Regions from separate parts of the Mus musculus genome. Here region 2 is linked to region 1. The links are chromatin contacts, called in public Hi-C maps. All regions are on one chromosome and are shown on one strand. Each heading gives the region's core, a stretch centred on a gene start, on an enhancer-like site or on the middle of the called end of the contact. The rest is flanking DNA. Distances are from core to core; before and after follow the strand shown. Region 1 overlaps Gmpr (guanosine monophosphate reductase). Region 2 overlaps Atxn1 (ataxin 1).

Region 1 (6,764 bases), core at 2,064-4,563:
GCATATTTGCCCAAGACTCAATTGTTTTACAATTTCTTAGCAGCTGACTATCTTAGTTGACAGGAGGGTACTCCATGTTCTGTCTTCCTAGAGCATCATGGGATTCCTTGAACTGTAAACTGTAGAAGGTGCCAACTTCAGCCTCTTGATAAAGCATGTTAAATTGCTTTGCACTCAACACCTCTTGTATTCTGGCATGTTGGATGTGCATCACCCGTTTCTCGTAAGTGTACACACCAGCAACGTGAACAGACAAGACCGTGGATAAAATACTCTCTCCATGGTATTATGCAGCCACATTAACCAAGGACTTTGGGTCCACTGGAAAATAGGCTTGTCTGCTTTTTTAGTTTAAAAAATGGTATGTGTATAATTGTTTTTGCTTACATATATCTCTGTACCAGGTGTGTGCCTGGTGCCTGCGGAAGCCTGAAGAGAAGGCATCAGCTCCCCTAGTACAGATGGTTGTAAACCGTTGTGTGGGTGCTGGGAATTGAACCCAGGTCCTCTGGAAGAGCAGTATGCCTATCAGCTGAGCCATATCTCCAGCCTGAAGCATTTCTTGAGGTCTCAGTGACAATGGGCTTCTGAGACAGGCGTTAGTTCTGACCACCATCCTGTGATTTTTTTTTCAGGTGTTCACATGATAAATCCTAGTGTAGTCCCAAGCTACTTAGGAGTGCGCAAAGAGTATTCTGAAGTCACATTGCTGGGGACTCAGCGACAAACAAAAGCTTGCGTTTATGTAATCTGATTATGGGTTGCAGTCCTGTGTGTAGCGCTGGCTTTAATTTTTATGCCTTTTTTGTGTCTATATAACCCATGCACACGAGTGAAGGTCAGAGGACACCTTTAGGGAGTCCGTTTTCTCCTACCATGTGGAAACAGTCTCTTGTTGCTGTGCTGTGTACCCCAGGCTAGCTGCCTCATAACTTTCTCTGCCTGATTCTTGTCTCTACATCTCATCAGGGGAACGCTGGGCTCACGGGCACATGCTGGGATCATGGGGACATGTCACCACATCCTGCTTTTCACGTGGGTTCTGGGGATTGGATTAGGACTGACTTGGGCCATGGGTTTGCATAGCTTCCACTTCTAGCCGCCCAACCAGCTCCTGGAGCTGGTTTTTATCTAAGATAAAACTCTAGAAAGCGAGCGGGGTAAGCAAGGGACATGTGAAGTGGAAAGCAAACATTTGGAGGCGAAGAGAAACAAGCCTGGAAGCAGTCACATGGTTTTTGTGATGTCACACTGAGGGCTTTGCCCAGATACCTTGTCCAGAGAATCTGACTCTTAAAATAGTCAGGCTTCACGGGAGCCACTCGAGAACCATGCACTTGACTGAGCAAGTATTTACCCTTAGAAATGTTTGGAAGGAAAGACTGAGTCTTCAGCACCTCCCCACTGATCAGAGCTGCAAGCATAAAAACATTTTGTTTATGCTCATATATATTATACATATAATATATATGTATATATATTATGCATATAATATGTAACATACATGTGTTATATGTGTAGTATATAATATATACACATATATTATACTTATAATATATATATTGTACATATAATATATACACATATATTATATGTATAATATTATGTGTATATATATATATATATTATACATATATATTGATGATGTCTGTCTCTGATTTCTGAATCTTCCTGCCTCTGCATTCTGAGTGATAGGCTCACAGACATCTATCAGCAAGGATAGCTAAGCAGCAGGCTTTGAACCCTCCTCCTTGGAGTGTGAGGGCCAATTAGGTGATGGAGAAAGACTATCCTTAGTGTATGTGTGTGTGTGTGTGGGGGGTGCAGGCCTGTAGTCCCAGCACCCAGGAGGTTGACATAGTGAGACTCTGTCTCCGGCCAAACAGAAGAGTGTCGAGTCACAGAGCCTAGTACTTTCGGGGTGAGATGTTCTTTGCAAGGAAGGGTCTTGCCCCTCTTGTAGCTAGATGTCCCCACCTGCAACTCAAGAGGTGGTTGCCTTGCCGACTTTCACCTGTTACCCCACAGACATAATGTGTTCCTAAACCAAATGTCCAGCTCCGTGTAGCTGGCTCCCACTTTATGAAGACAGGGCCTTCCTTCTGAGGTCTTGGCGTTTGTCAAGCCCACGCTGTGCTTGGCTACATCCCTGTCACTTTGTTCACTGTCCCCATCTCTTCCTGTTCCTTCCCGGGCTGTCTGTCTCTCTGTGCTTTGCTGGCACTCGAGAGCATTGGCACCCTTCTCTTTCCATATCACCCAGGCTCTGCTAGGATAGTAAATCGCAGCCTGCACATTGGGGGTCTCGCTAATAAGGAAGCACGTAAAGGCTGTATCCTAGGAACTTTGAGTCAGTGACTGTAACCTAAGCTTGCAGCTTATCATGCTGCCTGTGAGGCCAGCCTGTGCTGTGTGGGCAGAGTGGATGTCAGCAATGAGCACTTGTTTTTAAGGACATCTGATGGACTGGAGATGCAAGGCAGCTGAGAAGATAGAGGAGCCAGCTCCGTGCCCTTTTTCTCAGCTCTTAAAATAATCTAGCGCTCAGACTAAAAAAAAATCTCACCTCTCTGTAGGCAGGGAGGGGTGGCTTCTGAGCGGGGAGGAGGAGGGAGCAGGGAGTGGCTGGGCATGTTATATAATGGTGTAGCGGGGGACAGTGGCCAGTCTGACACACTTTGTCCTCCTCCCCAGACATAGGTGCTTGAGACCAGAGGGTGGATGGGCAGGGGTGACGGCCTCTGACCGTCAAAGTGAGGGTAGTGTTGGGCCAGCTGCTTGGGTAGGGATGGGAGGTAGTTCCTGGTTACTTCCTCCTCACTGGTGAGCATGGTCTGGCCTGTTCCCACCTTACTGATATTCTCTCCTTCCTTCCTTTGAAGGATGGAGGCTGCACATGTCCAGGAGATGTCGCCAAAGCCTTTGGTAAGTACGAGGGACACAGCTCTGCCACAAGGGGGAGAGGGGCTGACAGGGAAGGAGGAGCTCTGGATAGCTTGGAAGAACCAGATGGAGAAGGGAACCCCCGAGGGGCTTCTGAGCTCATCGGGACTTTTCTTTGCCGGGGGGTTTCATTTCTGTCTAACCAATTCCCGGCTCAGCTTGCTTCGGGTCTGTTGCTGAGCAAGCCGGGAGCCCAGAATGGGGATGGCGAGCTAGGAGTGGGTCGGCTTGTGATGTTTTCAGTAAGAGAGGGGAATGCCCAGCGCTCGCTCCCGTGACTCTGGCTCCGCTGTGCAGATACCACCACCTGGAGCAGCCCCCACCTCATCCTGGCTGGATCCAGTCTTGGTGGAAGGTTGACCAGGCCTGCCTCCCACTAGAGGGCAGTAGTGTCTGCTGTAACCCATCAAGGTCTCTGCTGTAGGGCTTCTGGGCTCCCTGTTTGTGCCACACACTAACATCTCACAAGAAGGGGGGTAAAACAGAGCTGCTGAGCCCGTATGTGCTGCCCCCTTTCCACAAACGGGAACTACCTGCCCAGCCTCAGATTGTTCAGCTGTACACTATACAACACCACACACACATACACACTGTGGTAGAAAACTTTTTGTCATAGTAACAACAACACAAACATTAGAGTTACGTTGTATTTGTGTGCATTGTATAGTAATCAGCTCTCTCCTTCCACCGTGTGGGTCTGGGGGTGTTTCAGCTTGTGAGCAAGTGCCTTTACCTGGTGAGCCATCCCACCAGCCCTTGGTCTGTTTTTACAGCAGTGATAGAGGAGGATCCTGCTGGCTCAGTTTCTTAGCAACCCAACGTATAGCATAAAAAAAAAATGCCTGCCCCTAGATCTGCTGTGAAAGAGAGAACAAACCCTCTTCTATCTTGCCTATCCAGGGTATGACAAGGTCACAGTCCCACAGTTAGCTGCAGGGCCTTATCCTTAAGCATTACCTAGTGTGGGCTTCCTCCGGGTATGCCCCATGGACCACAGTACTAAGTGGGAGCTAAACACACTAAAAAGCTACAGTCCTTCAGGAGGTACCATGTCCCCAGGCTTGGTGCTGTCCTCAGCTTTCCTCAGGCCTTTGACCTGCTCTGTTTAAAGTGTAGTCCTGCATGCACCAAGGAAAGAGAGCAGGACCTCGTCTAGGAAAAGCCAGCTGGGAAGCAATTTGAGCGTTGAGAAATACAAATCACCGGGAACCAGTTTAAGCAGTTGTGTAGAGCAGATCTGTGCTCAGGGTTCCTGCTGGTGACTTTCTTCATCTGAAGGTCTGGCCAGACTAGTTATCTCACTGCCTCCTTAAAAATCACAGCGGAGTCAGGCTTGGTAGCGCAAGCCTTTAATCCCAGCACTCGGGAGGCAGAGGCAGGCGGATTTCTGAGTTCGAGACCAGCCTCAAACAGGTCTACAAAGTGAGTTCCAGAACAGCCAGGGCTATACAGAGAAACCCTGTCTGAAAATAAAACAAGAAAAAAAATCACAGCGGGAGGCGGGGGTCAGCATTGGTGTCTGAGAGCTGCTAGTGGCACACTGTGGAGTCCATGCCTTGCTTACCAGGGTCAGCTCCACACAGCATCGCCTTCTAACAGATGGAGCAGAGTAGAATTGACTTAGTGCTTACCCTGGGCTTGTGTGTGTTTCCTTATAAGTGTTCAGATGACCCCAGCAGAGACATCAAGGCTGCTTCTCACCTACTATTGGTCTGTCATTCACCCTGTTACTCGGCATCCATTTGCAGGATATTTGATCACACCATGAGCCCTGAGATTGTGTTATTTACTTGGGGGATGGGGAATGGGGTGAGGGAACTATTTCTAATTGTGGTGTGGCTCAGTCCTTAGCACACACCTCTAATCCCTCTAGCTGGAATATAGACATGTTCTTAGTCCACCTCTTTAATCCCAAACAATGAAGGTAAATTTAGTTTGTAGAAGAAGCCAGCCATGTTTGAAAGCGATGTCTAATGGAGTGGCAGACAATGTGATGAATCAGAGAAAGATTTGACAGAATAGGACATGCCCAACTCTCATGAGGAGAGAGGGGAGGCAACATAAGGAGGAGCCACACAGATGGAGAGAGGAAAGAGACGGTTTCACTGGAGAGTTGTAGAGACAGGTTGCAGAGAGAACAAGCTACGACACAGGGGAAGACAAAACGAGCCAGAGAGACGAGAAGAAGCCAGAAGATGGGAACAGATTTTCAGAGTTTGAGGCCAAGCAGAGCAATTCAGTTAGAGGTCCAGAGTGAATCCGCCAGCTTGGAGAGGAATTTTGAGTCAGAACAGCTGAGTTGAACCAGCCAGCCAGAGTTCAGGCAGAACAAGAAAGGGTGAGCTTATTCAGCAGCAAGTCTCGGAGCTGAAGACATTCTAGGCCTAGGTTAGATTGTCCAGAGGCTAGAAGCATCCAGGGCTAGGCCTAGGTTAGCAGACTGAGGCAGTGGGCCTCGGAGATGACAGTTGTATCAGACAAATAAAAGATGCTGTTGCATTCTGTTATGGACCAGTTTAGTTCCAAATGGAACCCTTGGTGACTCCGAGGGAAAAATCATTGTTAGTGTCTCAATTCTTAGTCCACTGTTCAGTTGACAGAAGTTAATTTGGTTCATGGCTGAGGAGTGTGGGATGCCCAAGATGCATCAGTACTTGCCTGAGCCCTCGAGAGGATCTTCCTGCTGTACTATAGGTTGACTGAGCCTTCACATAGGGAAAGAGCAATTGTTTTACAGGGCTACCGAGAACTTCATGTCTGTAACCTGCATGACTTCCCAGAGGCCTCAGCTTGCAACATACAAACTGAACTGTATAATGCATCATATTTGACACCCATAGTTATCCAAGGGCAGCAATATAGAAAATCAATTGAAATTTTGTTGAATTGTTTTTGGTTTTGACATAAGGTCTCAAGTAGCCCAGGCTAGCTATATATATAGCCAAGGATGATCTTGAGTAACTTCTTGTTCTCCTGCCTTCGCCTCCCAAGTGCTGAGATTACAAGCAAATGGTACCATGCCTGGTTTATGCTGGGATCAAACCCAGGGCCTCCTGAATGATAGGAAACTGAGTTTCATCCCCAGCCTGCAGTCAGAGTACCGAATTCAAGGTCATAGGATATGCTTTGTAAGATGCACGCAATCTTCCAGGCCTCTCTGGATGTAAAGGAGCAAGACCTGTTTGGAAGGTTTCATAGCCAGTCCCTGATCCATTCAAGGCACTCCTGACTGTCTCTCCCCTCCCTCATTTCCTTCAGTCTTCAGTCTTAGATGGACACGGAACCATGCTTAGAGTCAGGGAGCATGAAATGGACAAGACCCTCTTTCTAGATGATGCTATACTCTCTGAGCCTACCTCTGCCCTGTCCTTCTGTCCACTCGTTGGCGTGTAGGAGCTGGTGCAGACTTTGTCATGCTGGGAGGCATGTTTTCAGGCCACACCGAGTGTGCAGGTGAGGTGATCGAGAGGAACGGGCAGAAGCTGAAACTCTTCTATGGCATGAGCTCAGACACAGCCATGAAGAAACACGCAGGAGGCGTCGCCGAGTACAGGTATGGCTACTGCATGGCTTAGGCTGTGTCCACCAGTCTGGCTAGAGCCACTGTGTATTCTTGTCCTTTATGGGAGGGGCTAGAAATATAGACCCAGCATCTTTGTACGAAGCACTGACTTACATTCTGCTAGCATTTACCACAGCAAGCGTGGGACAGGCAGAGGTATGATTACAAGGTCTAAGCCAGGGAGGGGATGACCCAGCCTCCTGTGGTTACACATGAGTCCTGCCTTGTCTCAAAAGATCCCTCCCTGAACAGCCTCTGT
Region 2 (6,989 bases), core at 1,559-4,058, 210 kb after region 1:
AATATGCCAACAATGCCAAGCCACACACCTTGCTGCTTCTGAAGTGTAAACCTAGCGTGGTTCACCAGGAGCTGCACACACTCTTCACAGCAATGGAGCATTTACTTAACACAGAGGGTTTGGAACTGAAAAGATGGCGAGTTAGAAATATGGGGCAAGCGGTGTGCACAGAGTGGAGCTATGGCTTCGGTTCTGCTCATCTCTTTCCTGTCCCGAGGCCACCACATCATTCCAGGCCAGGGGTTGGGCGGGGGAGAGGTAAGCAGGGAGGCCACTGTGGCTTGGTGCCTATTTCCTGAGGAACAGTCGTTTATGGTGCCCTTTGCCACATCTGGAAAGACAGCAACACTGGAACCTGACTAAGCTCGGACGCAGAAGCACTGTTTCTGTTCTCTTCGTTTGGGATGGGACAAGGCAACCCACCATACACCTGCTCACAGGAAAGCACAAAAGTCTGACATCACACCCTAAACCAAGGTCCTGTGAGCGTCACAGGACAGTACGCCAGGAGGGAAAAAATGATTGCTTACCTATGTGCTAATCTTCTAAATGGCCCTTGAATCACAGCCCTGTGATTGAAGGCCTAGGCATTGATGGTTAGTGTACTGGGCATCATGATTTCAGCTACTAGTTTTTAAGATTCTTACATTTGGAGTATTTGCTTGCCTGCAGTGTCCGAGGAGGTCATAAGGGGGCATTATATCTCCTGGAACTGGATTCACAGAAGGTTATGGGCTACCACATGGGTCATGGAAACTGAACCCAGGTCCTCTGTAAGAACAAGTACTCTTATCTGCGGAGCAATTTCTCCAGTCCCTATTTTATCTTAAACCTTGTCTTTTACATTATTTGCTTGCTTGCTTGTTTGTTTGTTTGTTTGTTTGTTTTGGTGGGGGCAGGCATGCTTCAACAGGCATGTGGAGGTCAGAGGACAATTCGTAGGGGGTGGTTTCTCTCCTTTCCTTGTGTATGTTCTACATTTTAAACTCAATTCATCAGGTTTGGTGCCAAGAGACTTCACCAGTTGAGCCATCTCTCTGACCCTCAACTATTTTCTCAAAACCCCCAAAGTCTGGCACAGTGAGGGCTCTCTAGAGTGTCTGCCTTCTCAAGCATTGCTAGCTAATGCTTTTAGAGCTTTGTCCTTGAGTTTAAGCTCGTTGCTGACCTCTGGGCTTGGGGCTAAACACCACTAACTCCTCAGAAGGTCACTAGAGACCCCGTGTGCTAGTCAGATCTGTGCTTAAAGCATCAAGAAGCTTTGGAATCAGAGAACTTGATTGTGGCATGTGAAATTGCACAGAAATTCTATTTTTCTGGGCGTGGCGGCTCACGCCTGTAATTTCTGGCACAGAGAAGGCTGTGGGGGCAGGGGTGGGGGTGGGGAGGATAGGAAGCTCAAAGCCAGACTGAGTTAAGAGCGAGACACTGTTATGGTTTGAGTGTGACACACCTCTCATGAGCTCATGGGTTGAAACACTGGTTTGAAGTGGGCGATGCTGCTTTGGAATGCTGTGGAGCTTTTTGGAGACTGATTCTCAATGATGGAAGTGGGCCACTGGGGGCAGGCCTTGTGATTCGTTGCCCAGTCCTACTTCTGGTCTGCTTCCTGCTTCTTGGTTGCAGACACAACTCGACCAACTGCTTCTATTACCATGCCCTTTCTGCATGATGATCTATATCCTTCCCTAACTCCTCCTACTGTAGGCTGCCTTTGTCAGCTGTTTTTATCACAGCAGCTAGAAAACTAACTAGTAAGGACCTTGTCCAGGCAGGGGCCAGGTGAGAGACAGGAACACCATATGAACAATTTCTTTTTTTCATTATCAAGTCTAGCACACAAAAAATGACTAGAGGCACAGAGGGCATTAGGGGCTTTAAGTCTTAGTACACCAGGCTGAGAGGGTCACAGAACAGCTTTGAGCCTTGCTTCCAAACCAAGAGAAACCAGAAGTCGTCGGCTTACTCCAACCTTTGGCCTTCTCTACCCTGTCTATCCCACACTCCTTCGTTCCTTGTCTTTCCTTGCCAGCAGGGATCAAGTGTGTTAGGAAGGCGGTGCCTTTGAGCCCTGAGGAATCTGACAATGGCCTTCCTCACACTGTTCCCACAGTAATCAGAGCCAGCTGTCCAGGCTGTGTCCAAGTTGTGTCTCAGGATCACACACAACAGGACCTCTGCTTGGGAACTTCAGCTCCAGACTGCCCCTCTCCCCCCGCTCCCCGGAACTTTTTCTTCAAGTCAGCACACTCCTGGCAACCCACGAGTGAGTCCGTGATCCTGGGGGCTTCATGTCTAGAGTATAGCCATAATCATTTGACAATTCCCCACTAACAATGGCTGGAAGATCTAGAGACTTTAAGATCTTTGAACCTATACACACAGCTCTCTGTAGTGCCATGGGGTCCCCATCATATGTAGACATGGGGTTTCCTCAAGCATTTTGTCACCTTCTATTACCATGGAAAAGCTAATGGGGCTTGGGTGAGGGTGACCATCTCAGAGGAGAGAGCAGAAAACTTGTAAGACACAGCCCTGTGCAGTCAGGATAATGAAGGGCTCCCTTTCGCCAGCAGCTGAACTATGCGGTCCTAATAAGGGAGGCTCCTTGAAAAGTGTTGCTTGTATTTTTAGCTTTTCTAAGGGAGGAAGGAGTTTTTGAATGGACAAAATGGAAAGGAATGTGGGGCAAGGGTGTGGGAGTGGGGTGGGGGGTGCTATGGAAACGGGGTGGTAAGATCAGGAAAAACTCAGCCTTAGTCAGGGACAGATAGGCAGCTTCCTCCTTTCTTGACAGATGAGCACAGCTGGACTTCCTGACTTGTGTGACATGATGCTGAGGTCTTCTGGTCCAGACACCAAGTGAAAAAGGAATTGGGGAAGGGAAATGCTTTATCTGAGAACAGGGCCAGTGTACACCACCTATGTGTAGCAATTGAACTTCCCCATTTTTGAGACAGGGTTTGACTGGGTAGCCCAGGTTAGTCTTGACTTCATTATGTAGCCCAAGAGGGCCTCAGACCCTAGCCTCAGCCTCTTGAGTGCTAGGATTACTTGAGTGAGCTACCACACCCAGTCTATTCCGGAGACAGCAAAGGAGGCCAGCCATAGAAAGAGCTTGACAACTGAGATTCATTTGATTGTGGCTCTAACTCTCCTATTCTCAAAGAAACACCCTGTCTAGACTAACAGACATCAGAAATCAATAACAGATGAATGGATTCCTCCTAAGCGACCTTATTATGTTCCTAGCGAAGTGAAGATGCCAGTCTAAGAAAAAAAAAGAAAAAGAAAAAAAAAAGATCCTAATGAGCTGAAGAATCCAATGTGTGTATTCCGCAACTCATGGGGACACATAATTGCTGGAACTCGGAGTTCAGATGCCATCAAGTCTGTAAGTACTTTTCTAAGACACAGCCCTATTTGCCTGCTAGCAAAATCGCAAGCTATGCAAGTAAACAGCCTTGTGGTGTGGTTAACACAGGCCCAGCATTGATGAGGGAACACAACAGATAGTTTCCCAACTCGGAAATAGGACTAAAGGACTGTGCTACCCGAGAAGAGTTGCTGTGTTTTGTTTAATGGAACTAAATTTATGCCCATTTACATTGGGAGCAGGTGGCACAGGGTAGCATAGAAAGGCCTGAAAATATTCCCACTTAGTGAATGCGGTTGTATGTATAATTAGCTGAGATTTATTTTAAAGCACTCTTATCTTCATGTTCTTTTGTGCAATTCAAACTGGTGAGGACTGAGGGGAGGCTTTTGAATTTATTATAAAAGTACAGCCATCCATCATATGATCTGCTAAGAAATAAAAAATGAGGCACGGTATTAGGAGGCCTCCTGGAGTATATTTATTAGGCTCAGACAGAAGGGAAGGGCTAGCTTCCTTTCAGAGGAATGAGTCACTTACTGAACAATAGAGTCAAAGGGAAGAGGAGCCAGGGAAGAATTGGAGGCGCATTTGAGAAACCTAGCATTAGTTCATAGGAAATTTCAAACAAAGCTTCACAATGGAAGGCCAAATATCCCTTACCCAGCATCAGGGAAGTGCTGACTCAGCATCAGGGGAGTGCTGACTCAGCATCAGTCAGTGAAGTGCTGACTCATGGCTGATCTTATACCTCCAAGTGAATTCCTGGCCCATTGCTGAATTCCTCAGCATTTCAGTAGGAAGCATACAATTGTAAACTCACTCAGCAGCCCGAGGTCTAACTCAGAGAACTCTAGGCTGAAGCCTGGCTGAGATTCAAATCTTCTCCTTAATGAGTTAGGGGCTCTCTTCCAAGTCTTCTCCAGGCACCCCTCATGCCTCTTTCACTTTTGGCCCTCCCTCTGGTCTTTGGAATTGGGCCGTGGTCCTCAGTATTGGTTCAGAAAATACATGTTATAGAGGATGGAAATCCTGAGTTTCGATCTTAACTTTGTCACTTCCCCCAACCCCTTTTGAGGTCTCCCTGTCTTGACTGCTAAACAAGGACATGGAATTCCTGGGACAAGACACAATTCCTTGTGACTTAGTTATAATAGTTGACCATCATCTTCTAGCAGATTTTCAAAAGTACTTTCATGGACTTCACAAAAAAATTCTCAGGAGCCATAAAAAACAAATAAACAAACAAACAAACAAACAAACAAAAAAACCAAAGAAATGAGATGCTTTCTGTGAGATAGGATGTCATATGTTAATGAGTCAGGGGCTCGCATAATTACATAACCTCTCTGATTACTTTGCATGATGAGTTTATTTTTCCCATCTAAACTAGAACCAACTACCTCAACATGTTACACTGAAAGTTTCTTTAAACAAAACAACAACAACAACAACAACAAAAACCCAACCTAAATGTTTTACATAATATAAATGAACATTCTCCAAAGAGAAGGAAGACAAGATCTTGCCTGATGGGATCCTTCAGAGAAACAACATGCAAACTACACACACACACACACACACACACACACACACACACACACACACACACACACAGAGAGAGAGAGAGAGAGAGAGAGAGAGAGAGAGAGAGAGAGAGAGAGAGAGAGAGATCCCTTCTCTCCTTACAGGCTTGCCATACTCCCCAGGAAAGCAGGCTTACAATAGATGCCAAATCTTCACAAGAAATGCCCAAGCCTGCAGAGAGAATCAGAAAATGAAGGGCTTTGCATAAGTGAGCTTTAAACCTCTGCTGTTCAACTGTCCTCCTTCCTTCCGTTCCTCAAACACTCAAAGGTGTAGTCTTAGGGGAAAGGATGGCAGAGTGAGGTAATTATAACATGAAGAAGCCCGGTTCTGAATAACCCCCAAGGCTTAAGATTAGACTTTAATGCATTTGCTTTCAGAAGCCAAACCACAGGAAGTATCATCTCTTGCAGTGTATGCTGCCAAGTCCTGCATACGATGTGCAGGAGCACCCATAAAGCCACGAGTCAGAGAGACAAAAGTTGGGTACAGAAAACTGGCCAGCCAACATGGGCTGATTTCCTGAGGTCATAATGAAAGGCCACAAACTAGGTGGTTTCAACAATGGAAGTGCATCGTCTAGTTGTCTTAGGAAATGGGGGTCTGTAATGAGGTCTCAGCAAGTCTTCTCATCATGTACTTTCTAGGAGCAAGAATACTGGGAGGCAGGCTGCCCCATGCCTCTTCCTAACTTCCACGGTCTTCTTGCCATCTCCAATATTCTGAGACTCAGGGCAACCTGATGTCTTCCTTCACAAATTGTCTCCTTTCATCAGAACAGGGGCCTCATGCTTACTTGCTCAGATGTGAACACTCTACTTCCAAAAAGACCTCATACATGGTACTAGGGATGTTGGGGGTGCTAGGGGTTAGGGATCTAACATTGTGTGGGGACATAGTTTAGCAAGTGACACTAGTTATTTCAGGAATAGAAAGCAAGGAAAGCCAGCTCCTATGGAGATGAATGTTATCTCATGGAACATGTCACCAATGCCCAAGGAATTCACCAGACCTCAGTGGTTGAACATCAAACCACAGGTAAGGACACACCTTAGTACATCATCCCCTGGCTTGATTGTGACATCAAGCTCATTTATATTGTGTCCCTCCTGGATTCCTTCTCAATTCTGGCCATGTAAATATCATGGATACATAGCAACATGGTTCCTTCCGAACCCGAACAGCCACCTGCTGCTTATATATCCTCATCGATGTTCAGTCCGCCTCATTCCTCTTGCTACTGTATCTTGTGGATTTAGGGGAAGAAAAAAATTTAAAAGTTCTTTTAGAAACAAGATTCAAAATATATTTCGACATTTATGTCTATGTTTGGGACAATTATTAGTCCACGGAAGAAACCATTGTCGTTATCACAAGCAGACAGATTTGTAGGCTTATTGAAACTTTCTTGTAGCCTAGGCTAGCTCTGAATCTTTACGCACCTGAGAGTAAACTTGAACTCTGATCCTCCTGCCTCTACCTCCTGTGTGCTAGATTACAGGCATAGCTCAACATGGTCAGCTTGTGAGGTGTTAGAAATCAAACGTAGGGCTTTGTGCACACTAAGCAAAGCACCCTACCAACTGAGCTACATCTCAAGCTTCATTAGCAGTTTAAAAATTTTTTTTCTTTAGGACTCATAACTGCAGAGTGAAAGTACTCAGCTATTCCAACAGACAGCAACATCACTGTTCTCCATTCACTGGAGAGGAAACAGAAGTTCAGAAAGGTTAGCTAAGTCAGACACAGCCATGCAACTACTAACTCCAGCCACAGAATATAGAGTAGCTCTTTGGATATCCAACTCTATACATTGTAATTTTATGATTGTATCACTACGTAGCCCAGGCTAACCTGAAATGCATGATCCTCCTGCTTCAATCTTTTGAGTTTTGGGATTCTGGATGTGTACCACCACACCTGACTTAAGGTTTCCATTTTAAGAAACTGCAACAGGAAGGGTGAGGGAAAGAAAAAAAATCAAACAGGATACAACTGGGCTGGAGAGGTATGCCAATGGTAGAGT

The links. Hi-C and Micro-C count contacts between places; a contact is called where the count stands out from the background.
Region 2: a Hi-C map of cortical neurons shows a contact between it and region 1, with 3 times the contacts expected there. The contact joins two enhancer-like sites. A contact is called at or near these places in 2 of 484 Hi-C or Micro-C datasets (cortical neurons and embryonic fibroblasts) and 2 of 9 other capture datasets (liver and pancreatic islet).

The regions. Positions count from the first base shown.
Region 1 is chr13:45,536,143-45,542,906 of GRCm38.p6, forward strand. Gmpr (guanosine monophosphate reductase) reads left to right here. Exons shown (of 9, transcript NM_025508.5): 7 at 2,883-2,925; 8 at 6,337-6,496. Among named protein-coding and RNA genes, the nearest start is that of Gm34582, 14 kb to the left of the region's middle. Within about 2 kb of position 3,314, at least 86 of the 459 cell types and tissues checked have an H3K27ac peak or open chromatin away from gene starts, as enhancers often do. A contact at or near this core is called in cortical neurons and embryonic fibroblasts, where this site is marked.
Region 2 is chr13:45,747,338-45,754,326 of GRCm38.p6, forward strand. The region is part of intron 4 of Atxn1 (ataxin 1); the gene reads right to left. Among named protein-coding and RNA genes, the nearest start is that of Atxn1, 210 kb to the right of the region's middle. Within about 2 kb of position 2,809, at least 77 of the 459 cell types and tissues checked have an H3K27ac peak or open chromatin away from gene starts, as enhancers often do. A contact at or near this core is called in cortical neurons and embryonic fibroblasts, where this site is marked.